2 separate regions of the Mus musculus genome follow, and region 2 is linked to region 1. The links are chromatin contacts, called in public capture Hi-C maps. All regions are on one chromosome and are shown on one strand. The core of a region is the stretch at or near the end of the contact, and the rest is flanking DNA. Distances in the headings are between cores, read along the strand shown. Region 1 overlaps Rbbp6 (retinoblastoma binding protein 6, ubiquitin ligase). Region 2 overlaps Arhgap17 (Rho GTPase activating protein 17).

Evidence for each region. Capture Hi-C pulls out chosen DNA fragments and counts their contacts.
Region 2: a contact with region 1 is called in a capture Hi-C map of embryonic stem cells, with 4 times the contacts expected there. The contact joins two enhancer-like sites. A contact is called at or near these places in 6 of 39 promoter capture datasets (cranial neural crest, frontonasal cranial neural crest, hippocampal neurons and 2 more), 16 of 484 Hi-C or Micro-C datasets (bone marrow-derived macrophages, cerebellar granule neurons, cerebral cortex and 10 more), 1 of 115 datasets of contacts at active chromatin or transcription factors (cardiomyocytes) and 2 of 9 other capture datasets (embryonic stem cells and liver).

Annotation. Positions count from the first base shown.
Region 1 is chr7:123,001,694-123,009,316 of GRCm38.p6, reverse strand. It overlaps Rbbp6 (retinoblastoma binding protein 6, ubiquitin ligase), which reads right to left. Exons shown (of 18, transcript NM_011247.2): 18 at 6,745-7,623. The coding sequence ends at 7,173. Among named protein-coding and RNA genes, the nearest start is that of Rbbp6, 35 kb to the right of the region's middle. Within about 2 kb of position 3,281, at least 6 of the 459 cell types and tissues checked have an H3K27ac peak or open chromatin away from gene starts, as enhancers often do.
Region 2 is chr7:123,293,610-123,301,232 of GRCm38.p6, reverse strand. Arhgap17 (Rho GTPase activating protein 17) reads left to right here. Exons shown (of 20, transcript NM_144529.2): 14 at 631-744; 15 at 3,647-3,738; 16 at 4,667-4,823; 17 at 6,528-6,761. Among named protein-coding and RNA genes, the nearest start is that of Arhgap17, 72 kb to the left of the region's middle. Within about 2 kb of position 2,787, at least 14 of the 459 cell types and tissues checked have an H3K27ac peak or open chromatin away from gene starts, as enhancers often do.

The sequences.
Region 1 (7,623 bases), core at 2,032-4,531:
GAAGTGGATGGAACCCTTGGTTCATTTGAATGTACTGAGAGGAAGCCATAGTTCTGGGATCTATTGCAACCCATTTTCTTTTTCTTTTTTCTTTTTTTTCTTTCTTTCTTTTTTTTTTTTTTTTAGATTTATTTATTATGTATAAGTACACTGTAGCTGTCTTCAGACACACCAGAAGAGGGCGTCAGATCTCATTACGGATGGTTGTGAGCCACCATGTGGTTGTGGGATTTGGACTCAGGACCTTCGGAAGAGCACTTGGTGCTCTTAACCACTGAGCCATCTCTCCAGTCCACACCCATTTTCTAAAATGAGAGATTTTATTAATTCCAAGAAAAGTTTTTATGAGGAAACTTACTGTGCCAAACGAGTTGCGTTTTGAGGTGTTTTATACGGTCTTCATGATTGCAGTGTTTATAATGTGAGGAGGGGTAGGGTTGCATGAACGTATGCCCAAGGCACATGTGGGAAGGTCCAATGACAATCCTGGGGTTTGCACTGTCCTCTGCCTTTCTGTGGGTTCTAGGGATTGAATTCAGGTCATTTGCCTTTCAAGGTGAGCGCGACGATGCTGAGCCAGTTTACTGGCTCTCAGCTTCAGATAGATACACATCAACAGTTTTAAAGTCCATTTCAATTTAAGCCGGTGTTACAAGAATTACTTGGGGAAAGGTGCTTCAAAGTGTTGGCTTGCGCCTTTGTAAATCTGATCTATGGAGATAGTGCTTCTCCCCCCCCCCCCCTCTACCTCCCAGGATTGGGTTTCTCCATGTAACCAGGGCAGCCTCAGAGTCACAGAGATCCACCTGCCTCCGCTTCCCAAGCACTGGGACTGAATGTGTGCACCACCACCACCTGGCAATAACGCAGCTTTTAGTGGCATTTTTGTTTTGCCGTCGGTGACATTTAACACTTACAAATCAACCGGGCTATTGTACTTCTGTATAACTTAGGCTGTAATTTTGACAAGCTATAGGCAGAGGAAATGTTGCTATTTGAAAGCACTGTCTGTAGCTGCTCTAATGGCATATTCATCCCAGGGGACTTGTCTCTCAGTTAAGGAAAGGATCTTAATGACTAATTTCAGTTTAAAAGATGAAGAGCTACGGTGTACAAGGATGGGGTGGGGGGTGTACATGAAAAGCTCAGATGTGCTCTGAGAAGGGAGGGAGAGTGGTTAGAACATTTGTAAAGACTGGGGTCCTCCTACAGGGAAAATACCAGAAAGGGGCGGGGTGGGGGACAGCAACATAAAAAAAGGAGTAGACTAAAAACTAGATCTTGCACTACAAGCATCAAAGATATCAGGGATGAGCTGGCTACTCAGCTTGCTTGCCTAGCACGCATGCGTGAAGCCCTGGGCTACATTCCCAGCACTATAGTCAGGGTGCTGACGGTCTGTAATCCTAGCACTTGATGGATGGATGCAGGGAGACCAGGAGTTTATGGCTATCTTGGAGTGTGTTTGAAGCCAGTCTGGGACACATGAGACAGAAAAAGACAATAGGAAATGAAGTTCCTTATATTAAAAAAAATATCTCTAGATAGTTATAGAGAGCTTAGGTGACCAGTTGATGAGAAAGTTTGAAAACATTTAAACTAGTCAAGATGAGACGATCCTAGAAATGAAAACACTGACCAACACCAAGGGTCGTGTAATACAATTTTAGATAAAAAATGTTTAAAATGTGAAGATGTGAATCTTTTTTTCCAGAGACCATGCTTCTCTGTGTAGCCCTGGCTGTCCTGGAATGTTTTTTAGTAGCCCAGGCTGGCCTTTAATTGAGATCTGCTTGTCTCTGTTGCTTCCCAAGTTCTGGGATTAAAGGCGTGAGGCACTCTGTCTGGCTGGGATATTTTTTTTTTTCCAAGGACATTGAAAGAAAGATCTGTGCTTATGCTGAGGCACAACACAAGATAGCTTTACAGTTGATAATTTCCCACTCAGTCCACTTTTTGGCCCTCTATTCAATTCTGACAACTTGTTTGCCACTTCTGATGCAAGACCACAATGCTATGAGAGCTGCCTCAGCCATGGGCTAAAACGTGTGGGCCAGGTCTTTCCCAGATTAACTCTTTCCTGTAGCCCAGTCAGTCACTGTAATGTCAGCCACTGTAACCTTAGTCAGTGTAATCTCAGTCATAGCCCCAGTCAGTCACTGTAACCTGTTACTGTAGCCCTAGTCACTGTAGACACAGTGATATTTCAAGAAAAAAGCAAGGTTCATGTTGGTTTCAATAGTCATTGTCTACCTTCTGTTAGTGTTTTTGTTTTATTATATTATTTTATATTATTATCTTTATGTTTTTCAAGACAGGGCTTCTCTGTGTAGTCCTGGAACTCACTTTGTAGACCAGGCTGGCCCCGAATTCAGAAATCCATCTGCCTCTGTCTCCCAAGTGCTGGGATTAAAGGCGTGTGCCAACACTGCCTGGCTTATTTTTGTTTGAAGACAGGGTTCTTCTGTGTAGTCTTGGCTCTCCTGGAACTCACTCTATAAACCAAACTGGCCTTGAACTCAAAGATCCACCTGTCTCTGCCTCCCCAGTGTTGGGACTAGAGGCCTGGCTCAGGGTCTCACCCTGTAGTCCTGGCTGGCCTTGAACTTGTGGTATTCTTACACTGCTACTAACATTCTGGGGTGACAAGCTCAAGGCACCAGGGTAGCTCCATTGAGTTTTTTTATAAAGTTAGTGTAGAAGGAAATTAACAATCATTTTTTAGAAAATCCTTAATGCCAAAAATGATGTCAAAGGCTGGTCACTGAGGAGGCTTGGGGGGAGGAGGCTTAGCCTAAAGCCCCAAGTTTGATCCCTGGCACTGCATAGACCAGTCCAGGTGGTACATGTTCATAACCAAAGACCTGGGAAGCTGTGCCAGGGAGATCAGAGGTTCAAGGTCACTCTTGGGCTATACAATGAGTCAGAGTCTCAAAAAAGATGAAATGTGGGGGCTGGAGAGATGGCTCAGTGGTTAAGAGTACTGACTGCTCTTCTGAAGGTTCTGAGTTTAAATCCCAGCAACCACATGATGGCTCCCAATCACCTGTAATGACATCGACGCCCTCTTCTGGTGTGTCTGAAGACAGCTATAGTGTACTCAAAAGATGAAATGCTTTGGTAAACTGCTTATACTGCATGACTGGAAGAATTAACTTGAAATCTTGAATAGTCCTGCTAATCCCAGTTCTCCTGTATTTAGCATCTCCTGCATCTGTGTTCCTTCACAGCAGCTCTGGGATTTTAGTGTTTATTTGTGGAGCTCAGATGACAACCCTGAATGTCAGTCATCCCCTTCCACCTCGGGTATGCCAGGGTCAGCTGCTGTTCAGCTCTGCAGATCAGAAGAGGTCTGGAGCTGCTGGGGAATTTCTTGTCTCTCCCATCTCATCACACAAGTGCTTGAGTTGTAGAGATGTGCTCCTGGGTCAGGTTTTTCTTGGCTTCTATAGGTCTGAGCTCAGGCCCTCTTAAGCTACTGGAGAGGATGTGAACATAGTCTTTGTACATTGCTGGCAGGAACTAATTTTGCACAGCCCATTATGGAAAATATGAAGGTTTCTAAAATGATTAAGTAGCTGCGACAGTACTGTGCACCTATAATTACTCACTGCTACTCAGAGGGCAGATGTGAAAGTGGGTGGGTGGTAAGAGATCTTGAGCCAAGGAGGCCAGGCAACATGGTAACTCTATCTCAAAAAATAATTAGCCAGATGTATTGAAACATACCTGTAAACCCATTTGGTGTATACATCCAAAGGGAATTAAACCAATTTGTAAAACAAAACTTCTTCTCCATTGTAATACTATTCACAAGACAAAAAAAAAAGGAAAAAAGATTCCTAAGTGTCCATCAATTGTTTGACCAATAAAGATGAAATACTACTTACTTACTATGCACAGCATGTTCAGTCATAAAAAGAATGAAACCTTGGCATTTGTAATTTGAGGGTGTTCTTAAACATCCTTTACAATTTTTTCCTTTTTTTTTTATATAAAGATTTATTTTATGAGAGTACAGTGTCACTCTCTTCAGACACACCAGAAGAGGGCATCAGATCCCATTACAGATGGCTGTGAGCCACCATGTGGTTGCTGGGAACTGAACTCAGGACCTCTTGGAAGAGCAGTCAGTGCTCTTAACCGTTAAGCCATCTATCTATCCAACCCCTACAATTTTTATTAATCTACATGGCAAAGGGTGCACGTGTGAAGGTCAGAGAACTTGTCTGAGCGGATTCCTTTCTTCCGTGTGGGTTCTACCCACAACCCTGTTCATAAGGCTATAAAGGTTGATCTGATCCCTCAGCTCACACTTGCAGGTCCAGCACTTGGGAAGCTGCTGGAGGAGTGGAGGCCAGCCTGGGCTACATATAGGGTAACTGACCACTTTGAGTTAGTGTCTGAGCAAGAAGTAACACAAACCGTTGATTTTACAGATAAGGGTGCAGTTAAGGTGTTCAGCCATTGAGGTTGTGAAGGCCAGGCAATCGGGTTGCCTATCAAGTTTTTGTTCAGTAGGAAGCTCGAAGTTGTGGTGTACTGTTGCACAAGACTATATTGACTATATTGAACATTGTGCCACAGATTTCATAAAGCTAGATTTTGAGTGTGTGTGCGTGCTCTAGGTCTCTAGGCTCAATCCTTAGTACAAAACAAAAACGAAAGCCAACATCAGACCCACAGAACAAGAGTTCAAGGTCGGTCTGGGTTATGTGGTAAGACTGGAAAAAACAAAACTCCCAAAGGGCAGGAGAGATGGCTTAATGGCTCAACAGTTAGAGTATACTGTATACTGAATTTGGTTCCCAACACTCCTTTGGGGCAAGATAACAAAACCACCTGTTAAGTCCAGTCCCAGGGGATCTGACACCTTCTTCTGGCCTGCACATGGGCACTACACTCATATGCATAACTCCACAAACATAAATGACCATTATTTTTAAAAAGGAAAGGTAAATTTATAATGGTCAGATGCAATATGGCCTTCTTGGGGACCAGTAAACAGGGTGGAGACTTCCTGTTGTCTGATTCCTCTACATAAGGTGCAAGTTGGGACCAATCAGATATTAGCATTAACAACTGAGGTTGGGGAGAGAAAAACAACAACAAAAAAACCCAAACCACATGTACCATGAAGGGCTGTGGGTGTTTTTAATGGTTATACAAATACTAACTAAAACAAAACAAAAAACTTTTATTTAGCATTTCAAGTTGTCCTCCAAATGCTACATTCATACATTAAAAAAATCTGTATCATGTATGTTTATGGGAGTGGTTACACATGTACCACAGCACCTGTGTCCTTAAAGGGCAACCCTGGGGTTGGCCATCCCCCCTTCCCTGTGTGTCTCATTTGTGGCCCCTCACTGTAGAACACTGGAGTTACAGCACACATGTAGCATATCTAGACTTACTTGGGTTCTAGGGATTGAACTCAAGTCCTCAGGCTTGTGGAGGCACTTAACTCACTGAGCATGTCTTGAGCCTTTGCATGCTTCTGTTAAACAGTATCCGACATCTAGGTAGTTTGGGGGTTAGATGGGGAAGGGGGCAGGCACAGGTTCTGTGGCCGTTGCCATAACAAATCTATAGACTACAAAAACAAACAAAACCAAAAAAACCAAAAAGTAAACTAAGTTCAACCACCACCAAAGCTGGGAAAACTGCTCTTAATTGCAAAGGCACAACACTTAGAGGTGGTTCAGTAGCCAGGAACCTGTCATAGGAGTGGAGCTGCAACTAAAGTGAAGAAGGCCAGGTGAGCTTCAAGAATGAGCCCAATAATGTGAGTAACCAGTTTCAATTGTTGGAAACAGGACCTCAAAGTAAAAGTGGGAGTATGTTGTGCGTGGGCCTAAGTGGTCAGGACAGCTTAGCCCTGACAGCAGGTGTGTGTGCTTGGCATCAGGGCAGAGCTGAGCTCTCACAGCAAAGCTGATCTGGCTCCAAGGCAGCATCTCTCGATGACTTCCACACCTCTAGCACTTATGTTACTTTGGCTCAGTGGTGACAAGTGCTTGTTGCTCTTGCATAGGACCTGAATTTGGTTCCCAACGTCCACATGAGACAGTTCACAACTACGTAGCTGTGAGTGACTGCAGCTGGTTACAGAGGGCTCCAATGCCTTCCTCTCCCTCCATGGACACACACACTTTAAAATAGAAAAAAAAAGTGTTATCACTTACAATTTTAAATGGTAAATGTTGCCCTAAACACTACATTCACATGTCTTGACTCAAAGCCAAGAACCAGCAATTGTATGGAGTACCACACACTGAGACTCCAAGCACAGAACCTTAGGACAGCAGGCTAGCAATTTAGCCATGGACTGTGACAGGCCCAATTCATGCCACATTCTGTAAAACCACTTAACCTGTCCCCAAATCCTTTCCGAGTGCCTTCACTGAGTTCCAGACAGACAGAGTGAAGGAATACCCTCTACCCTCAGGCTCACACTATTACTTACTTTTGTCAGTGGGGCAGAGAATGGGCACAACCACAACACTTAAGTGGATTGTTTCATCAAGGAATTTAATATTGACCTAACAGAATTCTAAGAAAACCACATGGCTAGATGGTTAAGCATCCTGCCCTCCTTTTTAGAAACCTAACTTCTAATTACTAGAAACAAAGATCTTCCACTAGGCCTCTCTGAAGTACATTTTCAATGTTTAGAATTTTGTCTATTCAGCTTGAAGGATCTTGGAAAGAGAAGAAATGAGACACTGTCTTTAAATAATATACATTTGCAACAAGTGAAAAGTTTACTGAAAACTTTTATTGTAATCAAAAAGTGACATAACGGGGCTGTAATGAGTTCAGCAATCATTCTGCTGATATTTTTGAACTGATATCAGCATTTGCCAGGCAATTAAAAAAATTCAAATGTGAAAATTTCACAGTACAGTAAACTCCACCCCAACTAATTAATGGTGGTTAAAAATAATAGGCCCTAGCAAAACCTCTCATGTTCCATGGTCACAACTCACAATTCTGTACAAAAGTTCGTTATAAAGCTCTGATGTAAAAATGAAATAATCAAGCAGCAAATACTTTTAAGTGCAGCACAGGGTCTTCCATTCATTATTTACAAGGCTGGAATCTCTTTACATTATAACAGAATTTAATACAGATGACTTAGTAATTAAGTCAATTAACACATCCGTCCTTCACACAGTGACAGATCTCACTTTTTGGTCATCTTTCTCCTTCTCCTTGTCTTTGTTCTTCTTGGCCTTCTTCTTCTTGTGTTTGTGTTTCTGGCTCTTCTCCACGTCGCCGTCGGCGCCTGCGTGCTTCTTGTGCTTCTTGTGCTTTTTATGCTTCTTGTGCTTTTTCTTCTCCTTCTTCTTCTTCTTCTTTTTGCTGTCCTGGCTTCCGGCTGAGCTGGCACTGCTGCTGTGGCTTCGGGTCTGGCTCCCGGAAGGGCTATGACTTCTACTTGGACTAACACTGGGGCTACTTTGGCTCTGGCTCCTGTCTGCACCTGGCTGGCTGGCCGTTGCTACAGTCAAGCTCTCTTTCGCTTTCTCTGTTGTTTTCTCTTTCAAGTCCTTGGAGATACTGGCAACAGCTTCTTCTTCCTTCACAGACACATTACTCTCACTGTCGCTCTCATTA
Region 2 (7,623 bases), core at 1,538-4,037, 290 kb before region 1:
CACCCCCACCACCCAGAGCTCCCAGGGATTAAACCACCAACCATAGTATACACATGGAGGGTCCCATGGCTCCATCTGTATATGTAGTAGAGGATAGCCTTGTTGGACATGAATGGGAGGAGAGGCTCTTGGTCCTGTGAAGGCTCGATGCCCCAGTGTAGGGGATTGCCAGGGTGGGTGGGTAATCACCCTCATAGAAGCAGGGGAGGGGGAGGGGATAGAGGGTTTCCAGAGGGGAAACTGGAAAAGGGGATAACATTTGAAATGTAAATAAAGAAAATATCCAATAAAAGGAAAAAAACCTACCTTTTTATTAAACATATATTGGGCCTACTATTAATCAGATTAATTAATGTAGGGGCAAAATAAATAGATTATAAAGGGAAAATGTAGAACTAGGTAAGGTTAAATCAGTGTGGTGATGTTGGTCCTGCTTTCTCCTTCCAACCCTTCGGTTTCTGTTTTGAATAAAGTGCATGAGGAGTGTGGGCAGCACTCCACATGAGTTGGGTCCCAGTCAGTGCCAGCCTGTCGGAAGTGCCTGAGCCATGTGTGGCCCGCACAGAGGCAGTGGAGGGGACAGGCCACAGTGCTCCAGAGATGCTCCTGGCCTTCTGTTTTGTCTTACAGGTATTTAATCAAGTTCCTTGCAAAGCTTGCCCAGACCAGTGACGTTAATAAAATGACTCCTAGCAACATAGCCATTGTCCTGGGCCCTAACCTCCTGTGGGCCAAACAAGAAGGGTAAGTGGCTCCTCCCACCTCATGCGTAAGCTTCTCCTTCCTGTGGTTAGCTTGGGTCGTGACAGATTTCAAGGGACATAGTCAAGTGCAGGTGACTTCCCATCCAGCTCATGTTTGGAAGCCACAGAAACACAGGAGATATTATCATCCCTACCTAAGAGACACAGAAACACAGGAGATATTATCATCCCTACCTAAGAGAGCCTCCAGGCCTGAGTTCTGAGTAGACAGGCAGCTTGGCAGCCCCTGTATGATGACAAGCTCGACACACATCTCTGTGTGGGTACCACAGGGATAGAGCCATGCCCCAAGCCCTTAAGTGTCTGTAGCTATGCCTAAGAATTTAACTGACATAAGCAAATTGACAAGAGAAAAACCTGTAGGTTTTTGCAAGTCCATGGGAAAATGAAGGCACAAAGAAACATTTGTAAAGAAACAAATGTTGCTCTACCTGGGCAGTGTATGTGAGCATGTGGCAAGATGGCCTTGGGCTGGACAGTTGAGTGTAGACATGTTAGGAAAACGAGGACTGTCCAACAGTTTATTTATTTGTAGAGACTGTCCTCATCATCCTGTCATGGCAGAAAAGAGTGTTTCTTTTCTCCAGTGTGGGGAAGGTGTCTTTCACAAGGTCACCTCCTGCCCTCAGGAACCCCCTCTGCCCCCTGCTATCTTCACATGCTTTTACCTCAGCATAGCCCTGTCCCACTGGGCACACATTGGGGTGTGCTGTTGTGCTCCTTCTGTGCTGACAGTGTAGGTAAGAGGGGGCTGTGGAGCGCCCTCCTCTGGGAGTAACACTTGCTAACTTTCGTGAATGAAGAGTTTCCTGCCCTTGGCACTGAAACCAGAGAAGTCACCCTAGTGAGGCACAGCTTAGATTCTGCCCTTTGAGGACAGTATGCATGGCCCTGGACAACTGGAAGATGCCTTGACAGACAGAGGTAGGCTGTGAAGGTCCTTGTATATATGGCTAACTTGTTTGGAACTTACTCTCCTGGGTCCTATGGGAATCATCAAGGCTCCTGTTCCATTATTAATATAAAATGCCTCTCATACGAACGACCATGTTTCAAACATCTGTTTCCCAGGTCATGGTCTTGTTTTGTGGGGTTGAGCTATTGAGAAGTGGGGCCTGCTTTGGAGGCAGGTTTTTAGGGGTTGTCTTTGAAGGTGATGCCTGGCCCCTGCTTTACCTCCATAAGAAAATCCTTCACAAAAGTATCCTGCTGCTGTGACAGTCCTTTCACCTGTATGGTAGAAACCATGAGCCCAAACGAATCTTTGCTTCCTTGAGTCAGTTTGCCATAACAGTGTGAAAGTCACTAATACTGTCCTAAGCAGAATGGCTTCGCACTGCTGCCTTTAGGAGGCCTGTGCTGGCATTGAACCGTGTGGGTTAAGTTGCAGAGGTAGACACAAGGGGTCAGCTGCGCAGCAAGTGCTCATCTGAGGGAGCTGAGTCTGAGAAGAACCAGCAATTTGCCCAGGGCTGCGTGGCAGGCCAGTGGTGGGTTATAAGCGCAGGCCACAAAGTCCATATCCTCACCTGTCACTCCGTCATTGCTGCTGATCAGCTTTAACGAATCAGTCATTCAGTTGCTTGTGTATGCCCAGTTTTGTTTCAGAAAATAGTTGCAAGCATACAATGTCATAAAGCAAAGTTACAGTTAAGTAGGAAGATGGGCTAAGTGCATAGATCATATAGCAAATAAACCCTGACCAAAAATACCCACATAGAAAGTAATGCGAGTTTTTAGTTGTGGGGACAAGAAGAGTCTTCAAAGGAAACAGACAAAATTCAAAAATCAGTATGGATTAGCTGATTAAAAATCAGAATATTTAACAGTAGTAGACACAGCTTTTTATAATGCCCAGAAATTTGTCAGGAAGCACCATAGATCAAAGCTAGGAAGAAGATGCTCCAAAAGTCTGTGAGATACCCAAAAGAAAGCTTTCTGAATCACCAGCAGTGTGTTTTTTTAAGTGAGCATGGGAGCTGATCCGAATCCTCACATGTGGAAGGGCAGAAGGGCACTTTGCCAGGAAAGCTTGTGTCATGCTGGAATGTGAAGGAGCTAGACGGTCTGCTGAGGCACAGTGACACTAGGACCAGGGACATTGGTTTGAGGCCATCAGAGCTGAATGTGAAGGCTCCTAGGAATCCAGTGATTTCTAAATCACGTCCCTTGTGCCCCAGACTTCATGATGTGACAGGTACATGAGAGAACAGCTTAAAAGTAGGAAGTGTTTATGTAAGCCTCGGGTGTCATCTGGCTGAGTGGCTGTGAGCATCTGACAAGGGAGACTCTCATGGCAGCAGGAGCAGGTGGCAGAAGTGTTAAATCAGAGAGCCAGAGAGGAAAGGGCCAGAGACCTTTAAAGGTCTTTAGAGGCACCACCAGTAAAATTCCTTCCCACAGATGTGAAGCAGCATCTGTCCCTTCTTCCAAGGTCCCAACCAAAACCTGAGGCATGATTCTGCCAAAGTTCAGTGGGGAACCAATAAATTATTTGGTTTCCTTTTAGAAACTTGGGGATGGGGAGTGATTATAGGGCTGTGACCACTCCCTCTGTAGCCAGCTGCATTAGAAGAGGGCGTCCCCCAAAGCCACATAGATAAAGCTCCCACTCTAGTCTCACTCAGCCTGTATGCTGCATCCCCTCAGCCCACACCAGGCCACCTCAGGCAGTTCCACTCTGCTGCGGAAGGATTGATAATACTGGGTAATTCTTCCTCTTGGGCTGTTACTGGCAAACTCATAGGATAGGGCCTTGTGGGTGATCTTTTTGTATCTGTTGTAAATATTTTATCCATTAGCAATTATCGAGATGCCCTGACAGCTTGCAGAGATGTGAGGCTGCCAAGGTGAAGCATTTTAATTGTGTGAACTTCTTGCAGAACGCTGGCTGAAATAGCGGCTGCCACATCGGTCCACGTGGTTGCAGTGATTGAGCCCATCATCCAGCATGCAGATTGGTTCTTCCCTGGAGGTACTCATGGGTCCAGGCTTACGGATGCTGAAGCTGTGCCACAGTAGTACACCACATTTTTTAAAGGAAGAAAACATGTTGCTGGTTATGTAATTGGTTTTTCTTCCTCACACTTCACTTCAGATTTCGTTCATGTACATTCATATTTTGATATGGTGATAATTATATTATTTTCCGATTCCCTTAGTTTCACTAAAATATGCTTGCATAGTATGTATTGAATTCCGGCTAGTGGCTATGGTTGTATACTGTCTGCTCTGAAGGAACTTGGATTCCCCGAAAAGGCAACCATATAAACAGATCAGTTATAAAATTATCAAGTGGCAGATTAGAATGTTGGATAGAGAAAGATTTGACAAGCTTAGTTGCTGAGAAAAGAGAGCCAAGGTCTGCTTTTTAGGAGTGATGCTGCCAGCACAGGGGCCCTTCACTTAGCACAGGTTTTGTGGTGAGCGTAGACAGTTGTTTGGACTATCAAAAGTAGAAAATAAAGCAGGCAAGGCTAGGGCTGGTTGGAGCTGGTTTGTGAAGGTCAGAGGATTAGGGTTTTATTCTGTAGCTAGTGAATTTTCCAGTTTCTCTTGTTGTGATCATGGGATCCACAGAGGTTCCCATGGCCTCCTCCTCAGGAGCTGGTTGTATGGATGTTGTGTCCCCAGGTGTTGCCCCTGCTTTTCTCAGTACAGCCCAGCTGCCTCGTGCACTGCAGTGTGAGCTCCTGATGCCTGATGCAGGGCTGGGCTCAGTTCTTTTCTGTCTTCCTGTCCTCGAATCAATCATTGCTGCTGCTTAGCAAAAATGGGTAGGAGAGAGATCTATTGTCCTTGAGCTCCTCCTGTGGACTACCGAGGCTCTCCTCCCACTGGGGCATTGGAGACCCCCCCCCCCCCCCCCGTGCCAAGTCTCACATTTGTTTCTCTTCTGACAGAGGTAGAATTCAATGTATCAGAAGCATTTGTGCCACTTGCTACCCCGAATTCTAATCACTCATCCCATACTGGAAATGACTCTGACTCGGGGACTCTGGAGAGGAAGCGACCTGCCAGCATGGCAGTGATGGAAGGGGACTTGGTGAAGAAGGAGAGGTACGTGCAGAGCTGGTCACTTCCACAGAAATAATAGGTGTCATGTAGGAGGACACTCAACCATGCATCTGGTACTGGCTTAATGGCCTCCTTTGTGACCGTGACCTACAGAGTCTAGATAATTCAAGAACCACATTGTCCAACTCTACAGGCATTAATCTGTGCACAAAGTAGGGGGCGTAGCCTGTCTGTTAACATCTGCACCTTGTGCACCAGCCTTTACTTGATGGCCTATTTGTGCCCACGGTAAAAAGAGTGCTGTCACACACACTAAATCCACTTACATGTGTCTTGAGTGTTAAGGAAACATAGTTAACGTGTGGATTTTTGGCTGAGAATCATATGAAGACAACCACATTTCCCAGTGAGCTGTGGAGAAACATATTTTTGGCCTTGATATATTTGCTAACTGCTGAGAGAAGCCCCAGAATTTGACAGTCCTGGATGGGAGAAAATGTATGTTTTAAACTTCGAGGCAGTATATTTCCATCCTATTGTCTATGGGCACTTTATGAGATGTTCAGTTCTAATTAAGACTATGATTCCTGCCTTCATCGGGCAACGTAGCCCTTAAGTGAGGAAAATGCTAGCAAGTGACAGTTTCTCCAAGTAAGATGAAGCCGTGTGAAGCAGCTCGCTGCCCTCATACCCTGGCAGACTGCTCACCGTGGGCTTCTCTTGTTCAGAGAAAGCTTCGCTTCCATAGAGGCTTTCCCTGAGATTCACCGTCATCCTTTGTAATTGACTACTGTGACCTGAACCTCACTCAGTCCTTGCCATCGTCCCCTGGTGGCCTATTAGAGCAGTTACTCTTCTGAATTTAAGTTACATGAGGTGTTATTAGTCTCATTAGCCCATGACACACCATTCTTAGCTGTCTGCTCTGCTTATTCTCCAGAAAACATCAGTTAATGGGGTCCAGGCTCTCAATGTTCCAAACTTAAGAAAAGAAAATTAGGGGGCTGGAGAGGTGGCTCAGCGGTTAAGAGCACTGACTGCTCTCCTGAAGATCCTAAGTTCAAATCCCAGCAACCACATGGTGGCTCACAACCATCCATAATGAGATCTGACACCCTCTTTTGTGTCTGAAGACAGCTACAGTGTACTTACATATAATAATAAATAAATCTTAAAAAAAAAAAAAAAGAAAATTAGGTTTGGCAATGCAGACCCTAATGCTCTGAATGAAGAGTGTGTTCCTTCTGCCCCATCCTCCAGACGCCATCCTACCAGAAACCAACTGTTTTTTCCAGCTATCCATAGCTTTCAGCCAAATGCACACATACACACAGTTGCGTCTGTGTCTCCTGCAAGCTCAGGGGCAGTGGTGTGGCCTTGCACAGCCACTGGTGTGCTTATGGATGTGGCTTCCACCTCCTCACATGTGAGATGGGAACTCGATCGATCGATCGGCACAGAACTGTGTCACTCGACATGAGGCTGCCTGCTTGCTCTCAGCTGCACACACCACCTGCTCAGGGGCATCTGTTGATCAGTGTGTGAGGTTGGCTTTGCTAGGGTTCAAAGCCAGAACCAGGTGCTTGCTTTGGTAACTGGGATGACCGCTGACATGTCTTGCCACTTACCTGCATGCTGGGCAACGTGGGCGGCGTCCCTTCAGTGGTTTTAACAGTGAGAACCTGCGGGCTTCTGTCTCTCTAGTCGGCATGTGTGGTGTGTTGACTGTTTCTTCTCTCTGTGTAGCTTTGGTGTGAAGCTAATGGACTTCCAGGCCCACCGGCGGGGTGGCACTCTAAATAGAAAGCACATAGCCCCCGCTTTCCAGCCGCCACTCCCGCCCACGGATGGCAACGCCTTGGCTCCAGCAGGCCCAGAGCCCCCTTCTCAGAGCTCTAGGGCTGACAGCAGCTCAGGGGGTGGGCCTGTCTTCTCTTCTACGGGCATATTGGAGCAGGGGCTGAGCCCAGGTGACAGCAGGTAAGGAGCCCACTTCTGCTGGCAGACAAGGCTGGATGCCCCTGCCTACTTCCAAGTGGCCATCTTTGGCGTGGCGGCAGAGAGCAAACCAAAGTTGCTTTCACTCCTTTGGTTAGTGGGGGAGAGAGATTGCAAATTGCTTGTTTGCTTAGCAGCACATGTTGGTGTGCTTTGGTGCTGGAAAGTAGAGACTAACAGGTGTCTAATGGTGTGCTCGGCCTCTACCTGTTCAGTGTGTAGCTCTCAGTGTTCACGTACCCTTTGCCTGGGCGCTAGCTGAGTCACAGGATTCTTGCCATTTGTCATCCGTTTGCTCATTTAATAATTACATTCAGTTGCACAGAGTTGCCAAATAGCTGCTGTTGCACCAGGCTGCCAGCACACTGGGTGACTAAGGGTCCCTCCACCCCTTAGGCACACGGGTCCAAGAAAGAAAGTAAGGTGGCATGTGTTCTGAAAAGGCTTGTTCATTTGCTTGAACTTTGACACGATGCTGGGAGCTGGGCTTCACAGGGATTACCTTACGAGGCCTTCAGGCTGGAGATTTCTGCTCTGTACCACCCAGTTCTCCACTGATCAAGCAGAGGCCACTGCAGGACTGATCTCTGCTTCAGATCTGGTGGCTCTACAGGAGATGAGCCCTGCCCAAGTGCTGATGTTTCAGTTGTCATTGTTTTAGTCCTTGTCTTTGGACAGCCACACAGTGCCCCATGGTCACAAATGCACAAATGTGCATATGTGTGCAGTACATGTGCACAAAGCAAAGCCTGTTTACCATGTGTGGTTTATCACACAGATGGGTTTCCTTGCGGAACTCTGATTGCATCTTTTTGGTGGTTAGCCCATAATCCCAGTTACTTGG